Regions from separate parts of the Rattus norvegicus genome. Here region 1 is linked to region 2. The links are chromatin contacts, called in public Hi-C maps. All regions are on one chromosome and are shown on one strand. The core of a region is the stretch at or near the end of the contact, and the rest is flanking DNA. Distances in the headings are between cores, read along the strand shown. Region 1 holds the start of Eya4 (EYA transcriptional coactivator and phosphatase 4). Region 2 overlaps LOC108349443 (a long non-coding RNA gene).

The links. Hi-C and Micro-C count contacts between places; a contact is called where the count stands out from the background.
Region 1: a Hi-C map of Schwann cells shows a contact between it and region 2, with 6 times the contacts expected there. The contact joins the promoter of Eya4 here to the enhancer-like site in region 2. A contact is called at or near these places in 3 of 12 Hi-C or Micro-C datasets (the Rat2 cell line, Schwann cells and psoas muscle).

Annotation. Positions count from the first base shown.
Region 1 is chr1:23,989,626-23,993,888 of GRCr8, forward strand. It overlaps Eya4 (EYA transcriptional coactivator and phosphatase 4), which reads left to right and starts at 1,806. Exons shown (of 20, transcript NM_001271317.1): 1 at 1,806-1,929; 2 at 2,711-2,839. LOC102554376 (a long non-coding RNA gene) reads right to left here and starts at 1,767. Exons shown (of 2, transcript XR_349895.5): 1 at 1-1,767.
Region 2 is chr1:23,680,401-23,684,763 of GRCr8, forward strand. The region is part of intron 1 of LOC108349443 (a long non-coding RNA gene); the gene reads left to right. Among named protein-coding and RNA genes, the nearest start is that of Snord100, 180 kb to the left of the region's middle. Within about 2 kb of position 2,026, at least 23 of the 93 cell types and tissues checked have an H3K27ac peak or open chromatin away from gene starts, as enhancers often do. A contact at or near this core is called in Schwann cells, where this site is marked.

The DNA of each region.
Region 1 (4,263 bases), core at 556-3,055, 310 kb after region 2:
TGATTGATTAAGAAGCTGAATAATTAGTACTTTATGAATAATTCAGAGGTTTCTGAGAGACAGCTGCAAATGTATTCTTAGGAATGTATTTGTATATATGGATAAGAAGTTGTGAGGGAGAAAAATACCCTTGACTCTGAGGTTAGTGGGCTGAAATGTTTACCTTGGAAGACAGCAAGGATGAGTAGCTTGGTCTTCCTGTGGTTTCCCCACACAACTGGAAAAGGGATTCTGCCTGAGCCTATTGTCTACCTGCTTACCTGCAGATCTAGAACCCCTTTTGTAAGGAGAATGGAAGGAGGACTTAAGTTGAGGGGATGCTGAACTCGAGAGGAAAGGCTGATATTGGGTCGTTATTAAAAGAAGACAGCTAGGAAACAGACTGCCTCTTTTCCCCCAATAATTTGTTAGACTATCAAATGGATTTAAATATGAATCTTTTCCACCCTTTTAAGAGATAAAAGCAACATATGAAGTCCTGTACCAAAAAGAAATGGGTGCTCCCTAGCTTTTGAGGAGACTGCTACTGTAGTCAGTCCCTTCTGAGTTCCAACACAGCATTTGCTGTATTCATGGAGGATTCAGAACTAAGGGACTCATTGTTATTGTCACTTATTTGAACCACCAGCATGCATAGTGTATCAGAAAGAATGACTGCTTTCGTGACAAGCACAACTACTGAATGCATTGTAGAGGCTAAAAGTATAGATTGTGACTTATTTGAATAGCAGCTTTGTCATTTGGAGCCAAGTTACACCAAAATCAAACAAACAACAACAGACCACTTTGAGCTATGAATTGGAGACAGTAAAATGAATGAGGTCTCCTTGTTGCTGTTGTCCCTTGAGTATATACTAACTTGTGCTTCTCTTTAACCCACCAATGCACTCTGGGTAAATTTCTCAAGGCCTCCAACCCACCCCCATAAAATCTTCCACTCAGAGAACCAGAAAAGGGTTCTGACCCTGCTCAAGCTCCCTGAAAAAGATCTGTGGGAGGAACAGCCAATAAGCAAGCAGAGAGAGAAGACTACCTTTATCAGTTTAAATTTAAAGCCCCAGCATTTTTTCCCATTTCCTCTTCATCATTGTAGACAATGCTCGGCTCATTAAAAACAAGTATTCAGTATGGATTTTCCTTTTGAACTCTAACAGGGCTCCCGTTCGTAACATAAAACCAAGCTCAAGTGAAGGATAAAATGTCTTTTTGAAAGAAATTCAGAATGTAATTTAGTTAATAAAAATATTAAAACGAAATTTTCTTCGAAGAGAAGTGATTTTTTTCATCTCTAAGGCTAAAGCAGCTTTGTGGCTAGAGATGACTCGATTCTCTTTGGGGGAAATTATTCCTACTTCTTTGGGCCTTGGTTATCTTTTATGAAGACTTAATAATTATTAGGAAATTAAACAAATACAAGGGACCAGTACAGCAACTGACAATAAATTCAAAACGAGTTAATATACATTATCAAAGTCGCAGGACAGATGTCACTGGAATAGACAATGGGATTTTAGGAAAAGGTGTTGTTATATGGAGTAAAATTTGGGGATTATCCTTGCTTTGTTCCAAGTGATATTTATATTTGTCTGTGAAAAATGAAATCCGTGGGTACAAAAGGCATGAATGGAAGGCATAGACTCAAAATGTCATTTCAGCAGTGTGCCCTGAGCAGTTCTGACTGGCCTTTGGATGTCAAGTCACTGCTGTCTGAACTTTGGGCGCCTGGGAGGGGTGCCTATAGCTGCACCCGGCCAGGAAGGGGCCCAGGCACTTCCAAGCGCTGCCTATCCACACACTCCTAACTCCTTCGTTGCTTACTTCCCCAGAAAAAAGCTCTTTCCTCAGCCCAGAGCAAGCTCCAGGCTGGTGTCCATTGGTGTTTAACTTTGTTACAAGTGGACAAGAGTCCCTTCTGCCTCCTCTCTTGGGGTAAGTGACAAGGAGTATGGCTGAGGGCCCGTAGCTCACACTGGGTAGCAGGAGAGCTATAGCTAAGTCAGGGGACTGCCGCCCAGAAGCAGGTGGGGGAACCGAGTAGCGCGGTGGCGGGCTGGTCCCTTCAGTCTAAAGGCCTCGGGGGCCAGCGCCAGGCGGGGTGGGGGCGGGGTGGGGCGGCGCAGAGGGCGCGGAGATTACCGCGGCGCCACCGGAGACTCGCGGAGCCCCGGAGGTCCCCACGCGAGACCGCAAAGAAGGCAAAAAAAAAAAAAAAGCCGATGACAACAGGCAGTGTCCCGAGATTGAATAAAAAGAGAGGGTTTCTGCGCCTGCCAAGATCCCCCGCTCTTCCGGCGGCCCGCTGCGAGGCCCCCAGCGGCCACCCTAGCCCCAGGGCGCAGGCGACGACGTCCCCCCACCTCCTATACCCCCCCTTCTCCCGCCTCTAGGCTCCGGCTCCGAGCGCAAGGGAGAGGCTGCCCGCGGCGCGGCGCACGCTCCGGCGGCTTCTGGTTTGAGCGCAAACCTTTACCCGGGTCGGCGCCCTAGAGAGGGGACGGCGTGGCGGGGACCTGCGGAGTGACGCCCGGCTACCCGGCGCGCGCGCTTTCTCTTTTCTTCTGCTTTCCCCCGGCCGCTCGGCTGCCGGGACCCTGGCTCGGCTCCTTTCGTCCTCCCCCTCGCAGCCGGCTCCCCCACCCCGCCCTGTTTCTCCCCCACTTGTGTAAGCATTTGTTGGGGGTGGCCGAAAGGGATGTCCTGTTTTCACCAGAGACACAGCGCGAAGGGAAAACTTAGACACTGGAAGGAAAGCGAGTAAATACACAGATCGGACCCGCAGATCACTGGCTGGGACAGACAATTGAACTTCGGGAGCCCGAGGCGGTCCGGGCCGCCAGAGGTGAGTGTCTTCTGTTCTTTCGACCCGGTTCCTGAAGTCCAATGGCGGGGGCGGTGTCCAGCTTTGGATGATCTCCCCCTCCCCCCAAACTGTCCCCTAGAAAGTGCTACCTAGACACTTTGTAGGGCGTGGAGGGGCTCTGGGGATGAAAGACGCGCGCAGGAGAGTGTGAGCCTTGGAGTTCTCCCCGGTGACCCCAACAGCGGAGTCCCACGACCAGGGTCGCTAGGATCTCAGTGGTGCACTTTGCCCAGGAAGACCCTCAACGACCCGAAGAACCCCTCTTGTCTGGCCCTGGGCGCAGAGGGCGCAGGATCTGAGTGAGTTTCCCCGCGTCCCGAGTGCGGATCCTACCTGCCTGCACCCTGCCCACTGTGGTCCGGGGAGCTTGCCCTGCACTCTTCCCACTCCCACCCGGTGACATTTAATACTTTGAGATGACTCGCTACAGAGAGTAAGGGTGCTGCCTCAGTGTCCCCTGGAGAGCCGTGGGCGCCTGGGTTTGTGTGAAGCCGGGCGTGCGTGTACCCAGGGGCCGAGCCCTGATCTCTGGGTATGGGTCTCAGTGGGGACCTCCTTTAATGGTTTCTATGTGGCGTGGACGAATGTCTCCTGCAGTGTGCCAGGGTCTGTGAAATTAGAGGCGCCTTGTCAGAGGAGTTGCGTTCATTGGCTCCAGGTGCGGATGCTGGGGAGCAATTCTAACTTCTCCAAAGCCAAAGCCAAGGACCAGGCTGGGGAGAGCAGGTTTCTCTCAGAGCTCCCTGGGTCTGGGGAGGCCATGGCTCTCTAAACTCTTGTAAAGCCTGGTCAACTGGGACTCGGAGACAGACCGAATGAGCCCTTTTCATTTTGCACGCCACAGTAAACCAAACTTTTCACTTTATACTTTCTATTAAGCACTTATTTTTTTCCCCCCTCTTTTCTTTGTATTCGAGTTTCACAATCTCTCTGAGAGAGACTGGGGAAGTTTTGAACGAATCCGGTAGCATAGCGGTGGCAAAACTAAGGGAGTGCAATTTGATTTTCGTCACCCTTCCCCTGTTTGGGAGGTTAGTTCCTTAGCTCACAGCCACCCATCATTCAAGTTCCCGGGAGGCTAACGGGGATTGCGGTTTGGGTGGGATTGGCGTGGCCTTCTTTTCTCCCGATAGCGCAGGGATTATTCAGGGAGCCTCCTGAACTGAGGCCCCCCGAGGAAAGTGCGCATCCCGGCGCGGGGACAACCTAGGTGGCGGCTCACCAAGCGCGTGGCGTGTGTGTTTTGGTTTCTGCTCAGCTCCACGTGGGGCACCTCCGTGTGCGTGTGTGTTGTGTACTTGATCTGTGAGGAGGTAACTGGAGTCTCGTGTTCAAACCCAGTGGGCCCTTGGCCATTAATTTGCTTTCCTGGCTGTCATTACAGACACTTCCAAAATCTGATA
Region 2 (4,363 bases), core at 776-3,275:
ATATAAGTGTAAGCACAATAAGAGATTTGTGGGGTTGCCAAAAGTAAAATGTAATAGATATCAAACCACCATGATTGAAATAGTTTTATTTCTGTAGATTCACAATAATTAAAATACATTCAGCTTTCATTCCATAACAAAGACTTATTCCCGTTTCTTTTATCTGACTTCTGAGTTTAAAAGTTTTCTTTGTAAATGATTCTTGTAAATGAAGAAAAATGGGTTTTTTAAAAAAGGCTCAGGAAAAATTGAATACTGTCTCATTAGTACTCATGACTACTGTTTTTAGGAAAAGCTAGCATGTGCTGTTCAATATTTCTAGAAATTCTAAGCTCACCCACATACGAAGGAAGCCTTTGCCTTGCACTAATATTTGGATACTTCCTGGATTTTCTCATATTGTTGAAAATAGCAGTCTGTCTGCTGTTGGGTGAATCCTTCAGTTTTGTGTGTTCTGCTTTTAAACATCGATGCCCATGACAGAAGCTTGGCCCTGATGATACAACTTCCTTGTAAAATGACCGTATTCACTTCACCCTTTAAGATGCAGTGGACCAGGGTTGGGGATTTAGCTCAGTGGTAGAGCGCTTGCCTAACAAGCACAAGGCCCTGGGTTCGGTCCTCAGCTGCAAAAAAAAAAAAAAAAGATGCAGTGGACTGGAAGCTACAAGACAACATGAAGAAGCTCCTGCAGGAATTTTCCCATTAAGTAAATAACACCCCAGACATTCTGGTCTCCACAGCATCCATTCTTCAAGGGTCACAAGGTTCCAATAGATGTAACAGCTATTGACACCACCAGGGGGTGCCAAAGGACAGCACCTGTTTACAGTTTTGTCTAATGGCCCCAGAGAAAGTAGAAATAGAATTACCGCCCCCCACCCCAAGCTAGACAATTACTACATAAACCCATTGCCCCCCTGTGGAATATCTTTGTGTAGTACTGGGATGCTACAAGAGCCGTCGATCACTGCAGATAAATAGGAGCACTCTTTTCCCAATGAGTCTACGGATACAGAAACCGGGGAGGACTTGATAAAACTTGCGCAGGGTGAGCTGTGGTAGAATATGTACCAGAGCTGAGGTCTACAGATCTTTTTTGTTCTCCAGAGTATTTTCACCTTTGCCATGGTCCCCTCTCCCCAAACCCCAGTAAACGAGCTAGGAGAGAAGGCCACTCCTGGCATCCATTCAAGCCGAGGTCCTTTTCAACACCTTGCTGGATAGAAAACAGTCTCCCGTGGGTCCCCGGGTTTTAGAGAATAGCTATGGAGAACTTGTCTTTCTGCCTCCTTCCTTCATGCAAATTATTGCAGAACCCAACAGGACGCACTCCAAGGACTTTGTGTCCTGTTTAGGAAAACCACATTCCCATTGGAGTGTTTCTAACTCTCCCCAATTTTAATCTTCATCTCCCAAGAGCACCAGCTGCGGGGGCTTTCTTACTTCCACAGTTATGACTCTGTTGGCCTTCTGTCAAAATTAACAAAACCTCTCATGCCAAAAAACACATTTCAAGCTAATATTTTAAAATATATTAAAATTGTCTGTGGTATAGTACACGCTAAAGTTCCACTCCAAAGAATGCAGATCTGAAGTCTTCAGGTAAAACACATATTCCCCCTATAAGACATAGAGCCTGCCTATAGATGACAAGCTGACTTTAGGCTCCCGTTATGTATCTAGGCGAAAGGACATAGCACAACATAAATTAGAACTAGAAGCATAACGGCAGCATTTAGAGCACCCATCGATTTTAACGTGCCTGGTCTAGAGAGCAACTTGAATGAATCCATCCCCTGCTATTCTGACAGCTGTTCTGCCATGACCAGAGGAGGGTTAATGAGGTTACAGCTGTCAGGCTTAATCAAAAGATACAAATATGAACAAGGAATTGGGTAGCTGGTTTCAGTTAATTTGTGCAAACGTACAGATTGGGTGGGCCATATTTACACTGGTGACTCAAAACAAGCTCTCAGGACTTGAGCCAAAGATGACCTCACCGGTTCTCAGCTCCACTCTGGGGAGATAAGACTCAAATTAGAGAAATGGGAGACGGAGCCTCACAGAGTTCCCCATGAAAAGCCCGTTTGTATACAGCACATTTTCGTCTTCATCGAGTATCTCGTTGGATTTCCAAGACTGGAGCCTAGTCATTCCGGAAAACCTCTCCTAACTGTTCTGGGGATGTGGCTTGGGAGTCCTGGGCCTTGTATTCTTGCCATGGGACTTTATGTAAGAGCCACCCCCGTCCCCCACCCCCCACCCCCGCCCGCATCTGTGCACTCATGAGAGCATCCAGAGTGTGCGCCAGGATTGCCGCGCACCCATTCTGTTATGAAAACATCGTTCTATTAATATAAATGCACGCTGCATTTGCCAGGGCTAACGAGAACAGGTGCAAAGTCTTCAGATGCTTGTTCATACTGAGAAATGAAAAGAGTGTACAAACAGTTTTCCCTTGCTGTGGCACCGTGGGTGTCAATGTAACGTTCATCTCTGCTGCATTCCTTGATGTTCATGGAAGGTAGCCCGGGAAACTCGATCCGGCTGGCTGGTAGGGCAGAGAGGGGAGGAGGAAGAGGGAGATGGTGATGACATGGTCTCTAGGATTCTGTTTATGCAAATACTGTCCTCTTGATCTGGGGTTCACATGGTACAGAGCGTATTCTGTCCTTTCTCCTGCTGAGAGTGGGTGGGTACGGACAGCAGAAATATTCTGCTGATTTGGGATGTGGAAAACAGTTTAACGGCACCCGATATTTCAGAGCTTTGTCTTTGTCTTTTTTTTTTTATCTTATCCATGTGACCACCCTGGTGTTGCTCATAGTTTCAAATTCACTTTGTAGTTTTCCAGGCCAGCGAGAAATGCCTTCTCTGAAAAGCCTAACTGTTCATCTGCCATTGATGGAGGAGCCTTGACAAATGAGTAGGAAGAGCGCTGTGTGTGCGCATGATTTTAAAAGTGTTGGAGCTCACCACCCAAAATGGGAGTCTGTATATATGTGTGCGAGGATGGAGAACATGGATAACATACGTGTTGCCTCTTGGTCCCAGTACTATCTGTTAATCACTATCAACCAGAATCTGAAAATACTACGCGAAAACTTCAGAAAGAAGCGATTTAAACGTTTTAATAGGGTTTACTCCAGCACATTGTTAGAGCATTCTATTTATCATTAACTGGTATTACTAACTGTATCTAATTTATAAATTAAACTTTATAAATAGTTATGTAATATGGTAGCTTGGATGAGAATGGCCCTCATGGGCTCATATTATTGACCAAGGTCTCTTCTTGTTAAACTGCCCAGAGAAGGATTTGGACTTGTGACCTTGTTGAAGGATGTGTGCTCTTGTTAGACTTGTTCCCTGTACACACATGAGTATATATGTACATTGTGTGTGTGTACTGTGCACATATATGTAAGCACACATTGATAGGAATTTTGGATATTAATTGCCAATGTCTTTACAGTAGTCTCCAAGATGGATTCTTACCCCTAGAATACACACACACTACATTCTTTCACACTGAGTGTGGGTGGGTGCGAGCTATAACTATGGTGGAATGTTATGCTGTATTTTTTTTTTTTTTTGGTTCTTTTTTTCGGAGCTGGGGACCAAACCCAGGGCCTTGTGCTTCCTAGGTAAGCGCTCTACCACTGAGCTAAATCCCCAGCCCCAGTTATGCTGTATTCTTAAAGGCGAATGAATTCTACCGAAGATGGGATCAACCCCCCTCTCTGATTAGTTGACTTCAAGTTAATCAAAAGGGAAATTATTCAAATTACGTGGACCCTATAGAAGCAGGGCTTCCCTGAAATCATGGAGTTTCTCTGGATATGGTTGAAACAGACAAGCTGTGAGAGGCCCTCAGCTGGGCCTCAGGAAGGAAACAAGAATCCCAGTGTGAGAGAAGCAGGGGTTGAATCTTGAGGTTGGCGGAGGAAGTAGAATACCACACGGGGTAGGAGCATATCGATCCTGACGTATTGATTTCTGTCTGTGAGACCGTGTGCAGTGACTTCACTAAAGTGCGTGGGACAGGTGAGCCCCGCATGGGACAGGCAAACCCCATATGGGACAGGCGAGCCCCGCATGGGACAAGCAAGCCCCACATGGGACAGGCGAGCCCCACATGGGACAGGCGAGTCCTGACGCTGGCTGTGATACTTGTTGTTACTTTCATGCAGGGATAGAGCCGACTAATACACTCGTGCTTTGTAAGATGGCATCTAGGGTTTGTACACGAACAAGACTGGCACTCACCAGAGCACACACCCACATTGTGAACGCCACAGGACACAGCAGATTATAAATGGTGGCAGTGGTTATGGCGTCCTTCTTGACAGGCATCTCA